5 separate regions of the Mus musculus genome follow, and all the other regions are linked to region 5. A link is a contact called in public HiChIP or PLAC-seq and promoter capture Hi-C data. All regions are on one chromosome and are shown on one strand. The core of a region is the stretch at or near the end of the contact, and the rest is flanking DNA. Distances in the headings are between cores, read along the strand shown. Region 1 overlaps Plagl1 (pleiomorphic adenoma gene-like 1). Region 2 holds the start of Ltv1 (LTV1 ribosome biogenesis factor). Region 3 holds the start of 1700016L04Rik (RIKEN cDNA 1700016L04 gene). Region 4 holds the start of B230208H11Rik (RIKEN cDNA B230208H11 gene). Region 5 holds the start of Aig1 (androgen-induced 1).

Evidence for each region. Promoter capture Hi-C pulls out the DNA fragments that hold promoters and counts their contacts. HiChIP or PLAC-seq counts read pairs in DNA pulled down with a chosen protein or histone mark. Capture Hi-C pulls out chosen DNA fragments and counts their contacts.
Region 1: a contact with region 5 is called in a promoter capture Hi-C map of stem cell-derived epiblast-like cells, with 2.2 times the contacts expected there. The contact joins the enhancer-like site here to the promoter of Aig1 in region 5. A contact is called at or near these places in 2 of 39 promoter capture datasets (pre-B cells and stem cell-derived epiblast-like cells), 2 of 115 datasets of contacts at active chromatin or transcription factors (astrocytes and embryonic stem cells) and 1 of 9 other capture datasets (liver).
Region 2: a contact with region 5 is called in a FOXA1 HiChIP or PLAC-seq map of pancreatic cancer cells. The contact joins the promoter of Ltv1 here to the promoter of Aig1 in region 5. A contact is called at or near these places in 1 of 39 promoter capture datasets (hematopoietic stem and progenitor cells), 1 of 484 Hi-C or Micro-C datasets (CD4 T cells), 1 of 115 datasets of contacts at active chromatin or transcription factors (pancreatic cancer cells) and 1 of 9 other capture datasets (adipose tissue).
Region 3: a promoter capture Hi-C map of hippocampal neurons shows a contact between it and region 5, with 4 times the contacts expected there. The contact joins the promoter of 1700016L04Rik here to the promoter of Aig1 in region 5. A contact is called at or near these places in 1 of 39 promoter capture datasets (hippocampal neurons) and 2 of 115 datasets of contacts at active chromatin or transcription factors (astrocytes and pancreatic cancer cells).
Region 4: a contact with region 5 is called in a promoter capture Hi-C map of adipose tissue, with 2.5 times the contacts expected there. The contact joins the promoter of B230208H11Rik here to the promoter of Aig1 in region 5. A contact is called at or near these places in 3 of 39 promoter capture datasets (liver and pre-B cells) and 1 of 9 other capture datasets (adipose tissue).

What each region holds. Positions count from the first base shown.
Region 1 is chr10:13,106,840-13,109,539 of GRCm38.p6, reverse strand. The region is part of intron 2 of Plagl1 (pleiomorphic adenoma gene-like 1); the gene reads right to left. Among named protein-coding and RNA genes, the nearest start is that of Hymai, 17 kb to the right of the region's middle. Within about 2 kb of position 1,384, at least 58 of the 459 cell types and tissues checked have an H3K27ac peak or open chromatin away from gene starts, as enhancers often do. A contact at or near this core is called in embryonic stem cells and stem cell-derived epiblast-like cells, where this site is marked.
Region 2 is chr10:13,191,856-13,194,555 of GRCm38.p6, reverse strand. It overlaps Ltv1 (LTV1 ribosome biogenesis factor), which reads left to right and starts at 1,419. Exons shown (of 11, transcript NM_181470.4): 1 at 1,419-1,528; 2 at 2,317-2,448. The coding sequence starts at 1,526.
Region 3 is chr10:14,704,283-14,706,982 of GRCm38.p6, reverse strand. It overlaps 1700016L04Rik (RIKEN cDNA 1700016L04 gene), which reads right to left and starts at 1,374. Exons shown (of 6, transcript NR_045824.1): 1 at 1,310-1,374. It overlaps Vta1 (vesicle (multivesicular body) trafficking 1), which reads left to right and starts at 1,494. Exons shown (of 8, transcript NM_025418.3): 1 at 1,494-1,633. The coding sequence starts at 1,522.
Region 4 is chr10:12,921,855-12,924,554 of GRCm38.p6, reverse strand. It overlaps B230208H11Rik (RIKEN cDNA B230208H11 gene), which reads left to right and starts at 1,428. Exons shown (of 3, transcript NR_038028.1): 1 at 1,428-1,981. It overlaps n-TLtaa3 (a tRNA gene), which reads left to right and starts at 1,902; the gene lies at 1,902-1,984.
Region 5 is chr10:13,867,544-13,870,243 of GRCm38.p6, reverse strand. It overlaps Aig1 (androgen-induced 1), which reads left to right and starts at 1,287. Exons shown (of 6, transcript NM_001347362.1): 1 at 1,287-1,626. The coding sequence starts at 1,486.

The sequences.
Region 1 (2,700 bases), core at 135-2,634, 760 kb after region 5:
TTCTTAGGGAAAATATCTACACATGACACTCACTAAGAATCTTTTAGAAAGGAACGATATCAGAGGTTGGCCCCAAAAGGGACATTGCCCTATGCTTTTAAATGCCTCCTCTAGAGGGGCTGATGGAGGCTCGCAAACTTATGAAGGCAAAAAAAAAAAAAAAAAGTGTTTGATAATACGCCATAAAGGAACAGCAACAGCATTGATCAGGTTCAATAGACCAATCAGGTTTTCCTAAAATGTAGCATTTGCAGTGGAAGCCTGGTTAAGTAGTTACATTCATAGGATGTACAGAGAGCCATCAATCCCCATTCATCCAGCCACATTTACTGAGCCAAGAACTTTGCTGGGCTTGAAGATATAAAAATGAATAGGACACAGCTGCTTTACCTCTAGCTAAAAGAATACACCTAAACAAAGAGCTCTGGGGGACGTGTTAAGTGCTGTGGTTGAGGTATGCACAAAGGGCTGGGGCCAAAGGAGGGAGCCATAAATTCTTTCTGGGAAATCAAGCATCAGGCCAGTGAGGGAAGAGAGCTAAGAAAGGGTGGGGTATTTCCTTGCCATAAACCAGAGCTCCTACTTTACCATGTTCTGAAAAGGAAGGTAGTTAATTTTAAGATTTACAAACTATTGTTACTCCAGGAGCTATCTCCGTCCACTGTCTGTCGCATTTGTTTCCGACACACTCTGCGGACATTCTCAGCAGTTCTGGGACTAGAAAAAAAAAAAAAACTCCATGATGTGTAATCATTGTATCCCTGCAATAATCACAAGACAGAATGGGTCCCCGCCATGAACTTAGATCTCAAGTTCAAAGATGTTTTGAAACAAACAAATGAAAAACAAACTTTGAAGGAGCCAGCCATGCCATTAATGCTTCTTCTTGGTGGAAAGAAAGGAGGGGATCACCTGATTATATCATGGTTCGCATTTGTCTTTCTGTCTGGGTTTTAAAAAGAGAAGGGCACGTTGAATGGCCGGCTACTTGCCGTCATTCATTATGCATACCATATTCCTACTTATAGCATAGTTGGGACAAAACCCCCATTGTTCATTACACACTAGCCCCAAACTTGAGTCATTCTAATGTAAGCATGAGAAACTCCCGGCTCCTTTGGGGTGAATTTCCAAATTCCTCTGTGTTAAATTGAGGTCTAATTTTTCCTGTGCCTGGTTTTCACAAGAAGGTCCATTCCACCCCATGCGCTCCCTTTCAGCTGTCAATAAACAGAGGCAGTGAATTCCCCACAGCTTTACAAAGCTAGTTAGGCAGACCCATTCACTCCTTCAGGAAAACAGCGCATTGATTTCAGCCAGTTCCCAGGGTGCAGCAGGAACAAAGAGATCAAAGGCCCACCTCTCTCTCCCTCTAAAGCTTTCATTAAGGCCCAGCCCAGACAAACTGCGACAGGTCTCCTTGAGACCAGGAGAGGGCCGGGCAGACCACCTCATGGTTCAATTCAAATTCATCTGTTTCCTACATTCCAGTGACAGTCCAGAATGCTAACCGTGACAAAACGATACAATCGGCTGGCATAATATACTGCTCACTAGTTCATCCAAGGTCAGGGGGAGAAGAGAGGCCTGGAGGAAAGTCCTAGGTTTCTAGATCCTGCTGGGCCTCAATGGCTCCCTGACATTCCATAAATAAACTTCTTCTCTCTCGCTCTCCCTTTCTCCTTCCATGGTATCTTTACGAATGGTGATCCACTTAACCGTCTGAAATTTCTTTTCTCCACTGAACCCAAACTCTCTGGAAAGTTTCTTCCCAACCTAACAGTTGTATAGGTGTGGTGGAAGGTCCCCCGACCAGCCCCTTATCAATCCACTCCTGTGTTCCAGCAAAGCCCCTACACTGTACAAGTTCCTGGTTACTTCAAGTGAAAAGTGTAATTTCTAACTTCTAGACGTTCCCGAAGGCACCGTCCCCAGGGAAGGCCACACAGCTCAGAGAAGAGTATAGTTTGTATAAATTCTGTTTGCTAAACAGAAATAGGAACAGGGGCGAAACAGTTACCTTTTTTTTCCCCTTTAACTTGGGGAATCTAGCTGGGTAGCCAGGTCCTAAATAGTGGTCTCTGTGTGAAGGAGTGTTTGCACGTTTGTGGGAGTGAAGAGGGCTAGCCAGGGGCAGGGCGAACCAACAGAGTCTGAAAGAAAATATGTTTTCCCAAGGGGGGGTTACCTCTATTAAACAAACATAATTAAAAGGGTTTCTAAATTTGCCCTTGAATTCAGAACTGCTCCTTTGAGGCGACCTTCACCAAACCCTGTAATGAAATGTGTTCGTGTCTGTCACTCATCCTGAGTAAACAGGAGAGATGGCTTACCTTTCAAAATTCCTAAACCGAAGAGAAAATAAACAATATTGGAACTAAAGGTATGGAAAACCCACTTCTTGATGCAGAACACACCCTTCCCACATGCCCAGTTCCAAGCTTCAGTACTGTCCTAGGGCTCACCACAGATTTCCTGAGCCCTGAATTCACTGATTCTTGTCTATCTTTAACTACTACAGAGGTACCACAGAGAGTAGTCAACAGCCCTCTGTGAAAGGCTTCCACTTATTTTCAAGGTTAGACAGGAATGAGCTTTAAAAAGGCCAAAGTGGCGATTGTGATAGCACACGCTGGTAATCTCAGCATGGCCCTCAGACGCTCACAGTGTTGGGTCACGAGTTCAAGGCCAACCCTAGGC
Region 2 (2,700 bases), core at 170-2,669, 680 kb after region 5:
AAAATCCTATTTGCTTAAGGCACCACAAAATATGTGAGCAACAACTTGGGGGATGGAGATGTAGTCACAGAAAACGTGTTAGGGTGCTCTCCGAGCATGCAGGAAGCCCTGGCTGGCTTCAGTCTTCAGCATCACACACATCGAATACGCCCAACACTAGCGTGATGCAAGTAGGAGGATACGTAGTTCAAGTTGGACAGAAGGCTGGGCTACATGAGACACTGTCTCAAAAAACAAAAACAAAAAACCACCTTGGGTTTTTATTAGTTTTCATCTTAAAAAAATATGCAATCATCAGAGCTTCGGAATTTATTTTATTACATCAAATGCCCCTAAAACCAATAATCTTAGTGTTGTGATCATAAAAAGAGAAAGAGCTATTACGATAAGTTCTGGCGGGGTCTGGGAGAAGGGGGTATAGAGTTTATTCAGGGCATGGAGAGGGGAGTTAAGAAAGTAGACGAGGCAGAGAAAGGCAGAGAGAAGGAGAGAGTAGTGAAGTAGAGGCGGGCCATGACACATGGAGCAAGGGGGGGAGGGAATGGGGAGCAAGAGGGCAAGAGGCAAAAGAAAGGCAAATGAGAGAGGATGGGAGAGGGGGAGACAAGCAGCCCCTTTTATAGGGCCAGGTCTACCTGGCTGTTGCCAGGTAACCGTGGGGCAGCGAATACCTGGCAATTGCCAGGTATCTGTGGGGGTGGAGTCCAGACAGAATACCAACACTTATGGACTGTGCTAAAGGTACGGTTGGGAGTTGTTCATCAAAAAGATGTAATACGAAAACCCTAAAGATGTTAGACTCTGCCTATTGAAGCTAGGCCTTGGTTGGACATTGCTAGGCAACTGATTCCCCTTAGGTCAAGAAGCCAGGGAAGGCCAGGGAGTGGTGGAGCACGCCTTTAATCTCGGGAGGCAGAGGCAGGCGGATTTCTGAGTTTGAGGCCAGCCTGGTCTACAGAGTGAGTTCCAGGACAGCCTAGGGCTACACAGAGAAACCCTGTCTCGAAAAACCAACCAACCAACCAACCAAACAACCAAACAACCAAACAAACAAACAAACATATTAAAAAAAAAAAAAAAGAAGAAGAAGAAGCCAGGGAAGTGACCACTTTCCTGTCATGAACCTGCACAGCCTTGGTCTTGTTTTCGTTTGTTTTTGATTGTTTTTGTTTTGTTTGTTCTGAGTTAAGCACAGGTAAGGAATATCTGAAGCCCCAGGTTGGAACCTGAAACTTGCCCTCAGGTAAGTAGGCTACTCCCTGCCGCCACCAACTCCAGCCAGAAAGCCCCGCCCACTGAAGGTCCTGCTAGCCCCACCTCCCGGAAGTCCCCGGGAAGGTTCTGTCACCGCGGGCTCACGCAACTTCCGGCTACAGCCTAGCGGCTCGCCGGCGATTGGCTCCTTGCCCCGCCATCGTGTGACGTGCTGCCCTAGCCCTGTGGACCCACGTGTGGAGCTGCCGGCAGGTACCGGGGAGCGGCGGTTCGGCTGCCGCGGTTCCGGAGAGGGTGTCCCTGCCTCATCATGGTGAGAAAACCGCGGTGCTCCGGGAGGGAGCCGCTCCCTGCGGCTGACTTAGGCCACTGGCCGCGTGGCTTGGTGCCCCGAGTCCTGTCACTCTCCCGGCACCAGTCACCTTCGTCACCCCCGGGGCACTTCGGAAGGAGAAAGAAGGTTTCCCTTTCGCCAAACGCCCGGAGTTTCCAGTCCTGAAGGCTTTGGGTAACTCCGTCCCTGTGACGCAGAAGCTCCGCCCCCTGCTTCCGGGGTTCACTTGGGCCACTGGGTAGCAACTCTGGTTAGACCCAGAGCTGAAGAGCAAATACGAATGTATCGAGGAGTAAATCATCTGAACCTTAGTTGTCTGTGCCCTAATCTTATTTACTACCTTGTAGATGAAGTGTCTGTCTATATTTTCTTGTGGCAGGCTCCTTGTCTTGTTGATAAAACTTTTCGGGGACCTTCCCAGAGCACCCATTAAGAGAGACTTCAGGCATTTGCTTTTGATTTGAAAATCCTGTTTGATTTTCCCTCTTACTGATTTACTTGCTAAGAGCGGAGAGTTTCTCACACTGCCCCACATATTCCCCAGCACCTTTGAACAAGTGTCTCAGAGTAGGTGCCTAGCCAGGGTTTGTTGGCGAAGGTAAGTATGGATCCTTCAGGAGACAGGGACTCCTGTCCTGTCTGGCTTAGGTGTACAAATCTGAAATATCTGTTCACCCTCCACATGCTTAACTGAGTGTACCTGTGGCTGTGGCGTTGCCCACTGTGTGGGGGTTCTGTTTTATTGACCTTTCCTGATTATTTTGTAGCCTCACAGAAAGAAAAAGCCCTTTATAGAGAAGAAGAAAGCTGTGTCTTTTCACCTGGTCCACCGGAGCCAGCGAGATCCTTTAGCCGCAGATGAAACTGCACCCCAGAGGGTTCTCTTGCCTACACAAAAGGTAGGTCCTGTTCTGGAGCCACTACGTTTTTAGGTGAATGGTAGTTTTGTAGTCCTGAACATGGAACCCAGGGAACTTAAGCATGCCGGGCATTCTCAGAAGTTGGTCCTCTTAAAAAAATAAAAAAAAGAGCTGTGACTCAGTTTCCAGTTTCTGTGCTGATGTTTGATGTTGTGTATTTATTTTGATTGACAGGCTAAAGCATCTTTGAGATTATTAAATAAAGAGATCTTATAGAATATTAGTCAAGTT
Region 3 (2,700 bases), core at 125-2,624, 840 kb before region 5:
TGGTAAACCACATAAGGCAAACACTATATACCAATATTGGCGTTGAAAAAACAGGAAAGTTCAGCCGGGCGGTGGTGGGGCACGCCTTTAATCCCAGCACTTGAGAGGCAGAGGCAGGTAGATTTCTGAGTTTGAGGCCAGCCTGGTCTACAAAGTGAGTTCCAAAACAGCCAGGGCTATACAGAGAAACCCTATCTCAAAAAAACAAAACAAAAAACAAACAAACAAATAAAACCCAAACAAAAAGAAAAAAAATACAGGAAAGTTCAAATGAAATGTAAGTCCTTAAGGATGATACTATGCAATGGAGAGGTGGCAATAGATAAATAAATAAATAAATAAATAAATAAATATCACTGCTATAAAGAAAAGGTGGGGTGTGCTATAAAGTCAGAAGTGCAGACTCTCCTGGACTCTATCTTGTCAAGTAGTAAGACAGACTAATACTTTCCTAATGTTCATCATCTTCCTCCACTAATCAACTCGCATAGTTCACTAAAACAAGCACTAGCCATATCAGAGAAAGTATTCAATTCTTATTAGTTCGCATGTGTTTACCTTTCAAGTTTGAAAAGGACTGTCTATTCAGTCCAGTATTTGGACATGCAAATTTTAATCTAGTATTTAAACATAGTGTTTCTCATATAAGAATTTAAAACTTCTAAACTAAAAGCAATGGTTGTTTCCAGTTCCAATCTCCTTTAAGTACATGTTTTCAGTATCTCTTTACAGTTTCTAGAAAGGCTATAACGTGTACTTCTGTGTGTGTGAATGTATAAATTTTTATTTTGTGATCATTTTCTCTGTTAAAACTAATGACACCTCCACCCCCCACTCCACCCCACCCTCCCCCCCCCCCACCAAAAAAAAAAAAAAACCCACTGTGGCCCATCTATATGCATATGTCTGTAATCTCTACTAACTGGGAAGCCCTGGGTAAAGGATTTCAAGTCCAAAGCTTAGTTTGGCAATTTAGTGAGACCCAGTCTCATAAAAATAAAGACAAGGGAGAGAGTGAGGGAGGGAGGGAGGGAGGGAGGGAGGGAGGGAGGGAGGGAGGGAGGGAGGGAGGGAGGGAGGGAAGGGAAGGAAAATTTGAAAGCTGAGAAGGTAGCTTAGTAGTATATACGCTTGCCAGAATATTCCCAACAAAACACACACGCATGAGATAAAGAGAGGGGAGGGGAAGTTTTCCTTTCTCGCAGTTAAAGTCCTTTACGTTATTTTCCCCTTTCTTCTCTTTCATTCATTCCATGCAAACAAACAAACAAAAACAAAAGTTAAATTTAAAACCTCTATCTCCGCTTACCAGCAGAGAGCGCTGGAGCCGTGTGCGACACAGGAGACTCTCATTCTCCAAATAATAACTGCCTTAAACCAGGCAGTAAGTTTGTCTCCTTCGGGCACCCGTCGCGGACAAGCGTCTCAGCAACGGATGCGTGGGTGAGAATTGCCCGCTCGGAGGCGGAAGCGGAAGTATCTGTGACCGGCGAGTAGGAAGTAGCGCTTCCGGGAGTGGAGATGGCCGCGCTGGCCCCTCTGCCGCCGCTGCCCGCGCAGTTTAAGAGCATACAGCACCATTTGAGAACGGCGCAGGAGCATGACAAGCGGGACCCCGTGGTGGCCTACTACTGTGAGTCCCTCCGAGTCCCCGTTCTCCCGCCCGGTTGCGCCCCGCGCCTCCCTCCGCTCTTGAGGCCCGCCCCGCCCCCTGGCTTCAGACCTGAGCCTTGACCTCTGGCTCGGCCAGGAGGACCCCAAGTACTAGACTCCCTCCACACCCGGACCCCCGTCTCTCCAGCTTAGAGCCTCGGACACGCCTCCCGGCTGTTCTTTCTTCTGGGAATGAGAACCTCGATAGTCATAGGTTTCCCAGAGATGGGTGGGAAGGGAGACTAACAGAAAACATAACGAAAGCTGTGCATTAATCACGAGAGCTTTCAGGTCCCTTCCGAAACTCAGACGGTTCAGTGGACAGTGGCTACTACTGAAAATTTGAATTTGACTGTTCTTGACTTGTTTTCCGTACTCCTCATTACCACCAGTAAGAATTTGGAGTCATCCTTTAGCTATCCTGAAAGTTAAGAAGTTTAATGCCAATATTCCTAGTTTGAGATGTATATACTACTGAAGAGGACACAGTTTGAACTCCGTTCAGACATGCAGAGTTGGTGAAGTGGATAGGACTAGTAGTTTTATGTAAACTATGATTTGAATATTATACTCCTATCTTTGTTGCAAGAAATGACTGTACTCTGAGTTTCTAAAGAACTTTCAGAATACAGAAATGATGTGTCCTCTGTTGTGGACATTGTTAGCAAAAATCTGGACCAAGTCAAGCCTTCCCTTGTGGACATGTATGTACCTCATTTCTCAAATGTGCATGGATGTCCCCCTACCACCACCAATAATTGCCATTCTCCACTTGATTTATGATCTGAATTCCCACCTCTTCTGCAAGCCACTCGGTGGCTATACTTCATTTTTATAAAAATCATACCAGTATTGTTCCCACCATTCTTGTTCTTTTGATGATCTTCAAACATATCCTAATTATTGAGCCTTTTTACCTATTGACGAGCATTCCTAAGTACTGGGAAAAAAAAACTAAAACCCAGCTCCTGTGGTCCTAGGACTACTGAGAGGAGGGGCGTTTGAACAGTACGCATTTTATAATTTCAGGAACGGGCATAGAAGTGC
Region 4 (2,700 bases), core at 179-2,678, 950 kb after region 5:
CTTGTGTTCCAGACCCATCCCTGAACTGAGGCCAGAAAACGGAAATGCAATCGTCTAGAGCACCAGAAAGAATATTTCTGAGAAGAACCCTCCGGTGCAAAGCTGGGTTGGTGGAGAAGTTCTGCAGCCCCGGGCAACAGCAGCAGTGCAGGCAGGGGGCTTCCTTTAGTTGAGCAAGTCTGCAAGAGATCTCTATGGCCTCATTCAAAATGAGGATAGGAACGCCTACATTACAGTTATTAAGAAAATTAACCGAGCCCCTGAAGAGTGGTACTCACTCTAAGCCTTTAACCCTGACATTTAGGAGGCAGAGACAGACAGGTCTCTGTGAGTTTAAGGACAGCCTGGTCTATATAGAGAGTTCCAGGACAGCCAGAGCTACATAGTGAGACCCTATCTCAAAAAAAAAAAAAAAAAAAAATCAAGCTAGACAAAACTGTGTGTAGGGAGCTTAGAGCAATGCTTGGGTTATAGAGTGCACATGTTCTCATGTTCTCATTTGCATTTAACACCCATTGCGTGCAGCTTCAGGCCTCTCTCTGATCACCTGGTGAGGTAATCACCCCATGTTACTGACCCCATGTTACATTCCACAGGCTGCCTCCAGACTCTAGCACAGTGTCCGCACAGAGAACAAGGCCTGAGGACCTAGGCTCTCTGGTGTACTTCTCTGAGTGCTTACCCTGGATGCCCTAAAGGTACTATTGAGGAACATGGTCAGGCAAAGGTCAGTGGAGTTCCCGCCATTGGGAGATAGACAGGAGCTGTCTGGATGCTAGAGTAGAGTTCCTTCGTAAGGAGTCCGGTCAGACTTAACCAGGACTCAAGAGAACCAAAAGCTGGGTGTTCCCTGGGGGTCACAGAGCTGTGAGAGATGGTAGAGCAGTTGGATCATTACAGTGAAACTGAGAAAATGTTTGAGGGAGCCACTGGGAGGTCTGAAACAGTGGGGCACTTTGTGAAACAGTGCATCCTAGGTTTACAGTCAAAGACTGAAGCCACCAGACCTGTATAAACCAAACATGGGGGTGGGTTAGGGGAGAGGGACAAGGTGGGACAGCCAGAGCAAGGCTCAGCCACCAGCTCCCTGCCTGCAGCTGCAGAAACACCTAGCCTGAACCCTGGGGTAGAGCCAAGGTTTTGAGGAACAGCCGAAGTAATGCAAATAAACCGCTGTACCCTAAATTGCTTTTTGTTGTGGGTGTTTTGTCCCAACAACAAAAGGGGAGCTAAAACAGGAGACAAGTTAAAACAAGAGTTTGCCCTCTAGGGGAGCTGTAGGGGTGGCAGGAATCCAGGAGGTCTTGACCCTGCATTTGAAGCAGAGCAAAGGGGACAGTGTCTACACAACCAGGGAGGGGGTGGGGGATTGGGCCACACTGCCCTGACCACACAGCTTTCTCCGGAACCTCCTCTTTCTCCGGAACCTCCTTCCGGCATGTGGTAACACTGGCGAGGAAGGAAAGCCGCGCGCGCACAGGTGCCGGGCCCCGGGAACCTATTCGATTTAGAAGAAACACACTGATGGTTGCCCTGCGGACCCGTGCCTACACCGCCCGAGGGACCCCTCCCACCTCCGCTCCGGAGCCCAGAAGTTAGCTGTGGAGTTTGTTTGTCGCGCCCGCGCACCTACAGTGAGCAAGGAGAGCCGGCGCCCGCCGGCCCAGAGCTCTGTCCCGCTCTCTGCTCCTGCAGTTCCTTCGCTGCCGCCGAGATCTCGGGGCGACAGTGAGCGGCGGCGGCGGCGGCGGCGCGAAACCCCGGCGGCAGTCTCCGAGTCTCTGTAGCCGGGTCGGGAAAGCGCCGCGCAGCCTGCGCAGAAGCATCCTCGAGTAACTGGGGAAAATGAGGACGGTATTGTGAGCTTTGTAGGAACAGCAAAGAGAAGAGAGCACGCCTGCACCAGGATGGCCGAGTGGTTAAGGCGTTGGACTTAAGATCCAATGGACATATGTCTGCGTGGGTTCGAACCCCACTCCTGGTAAAGTTGCTGTTTTGTTCCTTGCCGCGGTCTGTCAGTTGTTTTTAGGTCCAGAGCTTTTGGAAATTTAGAAGTCTTATTTCAGTTGAAAGAAATGTTCTTTAATCCTTAATAGGGCGCTGCTACAAGGCAGCCCAATTTCCCGCAGTGAAGCGACCGTGTCTCCAGGAACCGACCTGAGCCAGGCGGGAAGAGGCTCCCCGGAGAGGTCTGGTATTGGCTAACTTTTTGCAAAAGTACTTTTGCACAGAAGAAAAAAGAAAAAAAAAAAAAAAAAAAAAACAAGTCCGCTTTTGCCTTTCCTCTGTCCGCTCCCCACCCCCTTCTTTTTTCTTCCTTTCCCTTTGTTTTCTTTCTTTCCTTTCTTTTCATTTCCCCCCCCCTCAAAGTTTAACGTGTTCACATGCAGTCTTTCAAAAATGTACCATTTGACCATGAAGACCCAGAATTTGAAATATTTTCGATTTTTATCTTCTCCTATTTTCTTTGGGTTTTTTTGTTTTGGTTTGGTTTGGTTTGGTTTGGTTTTTGGTTTCTCGAGACAGGGTTTCTCCGTGTAGCCCTGGCTGTCCTGGAACTCACTTTGTAGGCCAGGCTGGCCTCGAACTCTCAGAAATCCTCCTGCCTCTACCTCCCAAGTGCTGGGATTAAAGGCGTGTGCCACCCTATTCTCTCCAAAAGTGTTTTTTATCAAAGCAGTCCAAGATCTTAAACACATT
Region 5 (2,700 bases), core at 38-2,537:
TTCAGTAAATTCATTTTTTCTTGTAATTATATGAACATTCATTAAGGACACACACACACACACACACACACACACACACACACACACACACGCAAATAGATCCTGTTTAAACATGAGTATGAACTCATAAATTCTGAGTGAAGAATGCTTTATGCTAGTAATATCATCTTGTGATTTCAGTTTCTTTCAGCATAATTATGTCAATTAAAAAGACCTAGTGGCTCTCTTCCCTAGTGGAGTGGAAAAAACTACGAGTCGGATTTGTTTGCTTCTCTTTACCTCTGAGACTATGCTTTCCCCTAGACCTTCCCACCACACCCTCTGACTCAGAGACTATTTGAATGGGACACCTGTTTTGAATGGATCCACAGGAAATACTCATGTGGTCTTCTCATAACCGGACCCTTTATCTGGTTGGTTGAAACATGATCATGATTTAAAAGAAAACAAAAACCCTACTCTGCCCACAGACTGTTGCAACTTCCCTGTGACAACATTTACTGGAAGGCTGAGGGAATCCAGTTTATATTTACTTTCCTCCCATTCAGCTCTGGTGCGGTAGTATAAGGGAGGTGGGTTGGGAAATGTCGAAGTGCAAAAGGAATTTTAACTCCGAAAGATTTGTATTAAATCACACATGCGTGGGTGAGGTTTACATCCTCCGGGTGGTTTGACTTTCAAATGGAATGCTGTCTCGTAGCAGTCATGGCAATCAGCACAGATTTCTATTTATAAAACTTGCCCTGGTCAGTAATTGCTAAAGTAGCTTGCCATCAAGCCTCATGACCTGAGTTCGATGGAGGGGACTCACACCTGAGCTGTCCTCTGGCCTCCACGTTTGTCCTGTGGTACATGCATATACCCACAAGACGTAATAAAAAGTTTAAAAAAGAATTTGTTCAAAGCTCGTGCATACTGATAAATTATTAAAGCCTTGTGAAATTTATAAGGGGCTTCACAGTCATAAATGCTCATTAACATTAAACCCTCAACTGAATCCTAAGTAATGGGTGTCACTGGAGGGGGACTGTGTGTGGCTTTACACGTTCTGACCCCATCTGGTGCCATGGCAGCCAGCACCAGCTGCCCGGGGATGCCGGGTCCGGACCGGTTCGGTCAGGTCCTTCCCGTCTGGAACCGTGGTTGCCCGAAAGGCGCTCCCACCTTGGAGGCCGGGGGGGGGGGGGGGGGGTGGACCTCGCGGACCGCCTAGGGGGCGCCCGGCCGGTACGACGAACGCCGCTGCAGAATGACGCAGATGACGCCAGAGATGACACCAGGCCGCCAGCTCGCGTAGGCTGCACTGCCGCCCCGCCCGCGCAGGTCTCCGGTGCGCTCGGCGCCGCCACTGTCCCCGGGGACGCGCCCCGCCTCCTGCGCTCCGCCCCTCGCCGCGCCGCGCCCCGGTTCCCACGGCGCCCGGCACCGCGGAGCAGCTCGCCTGCCCTCCCCACGAGCAGCCCGGCGGGGCCAGGCCGCGCGAACATGGCGCTTGTCCCCTGCCAGGTGCTGCGGGTAGCAATCCTGCTATCCTATTGCTCCATCCTGTGCAACTACAAGGCCATCGAAATGCCCTCGCATCAGACCTACGGAGGCAGCTGGAAGTTCCTGACCTTCATTGATCTGGTAAGGCCGTGGGCTGCACCCCCGTGTGCGTGCGTGCGTGTTTGTGCGTGTTTGTGCGTGTGTGCGTGTTTGTGCCTGTGTGTGTGTCACGGGAGCACCAACGCGTGCTGGCCACCAACAGCCACGCTGGGCTCCACTGAAGGCCTGGATGCCCTTCTCACCTTTACCTGGTAGGTAGAGGAGGAAAACATGGGAGTACAGCCAAACGGGCACAGGCCTGCTTCTAAGAAGTGACCAGGGAATAGGATTGTGCCACCAAAAGCATCTGTTGGCCCCGATCATGAGTGCCCTCAGATTAATTCTCCACCGAAGTGTTTTCCAGAACCACATGCAAAGGTAAACTTGCAGCACCCAAAGGAGACATGAGTATTGTCTGGTTCCATGGAGCATGGCTTAGAAACACACAAACACACCTCCTTCCGGAGGAGGGAAATCGCCCCATAGGAAAAAACCCTTGCACATGTTTTTCTGCCCACTGTCAACAATTTGTTTAAAACTCTTTCTAGAAACACTGAGAGAGCAGTTCACGGTGAGGCTCCACCTGGCAACTACTGAACTTCTAGTCGTTCACATTGAAAGCCTGCAGTTTGTGTAATCATCTGTTCTGTTGACACGTGATAATTTTAAAGAGGAGCAGACAACGATAATTATTTTTAAGTTTTTATACCTTGGGTACCGAAAGCACTCCTGTAGATAATCAGAGGGCACAATGCCTTGTAATGACTTGGGGTAGGTGTAGAGCTTTGAAAAGTCACCAAGACTAAGTCATAAATACATTCAAAGGTTATCAAACAAGGGTCGTGTATGGAAACACAAGCAATTAAAAGATCACGGAGAAAAACATACAATCAACTCCTGGAACGCAAAGACTCTGAGGTTATGCATAAGCTTGGTGCAATCACAAGGTTGGCACAAATTTTCTTGACCCTCCACTTTGACAAATTTGAACCTATTTGAATATCGTTCCGTCGGTGTAAGATGCCTAAAGAGATACAGGTAGATGTTTTCAAAAAACCTTCTATTTTCAATATATAAGATATACGCAACTTTTCCCACCTGCCTCTAGGCAAAGGG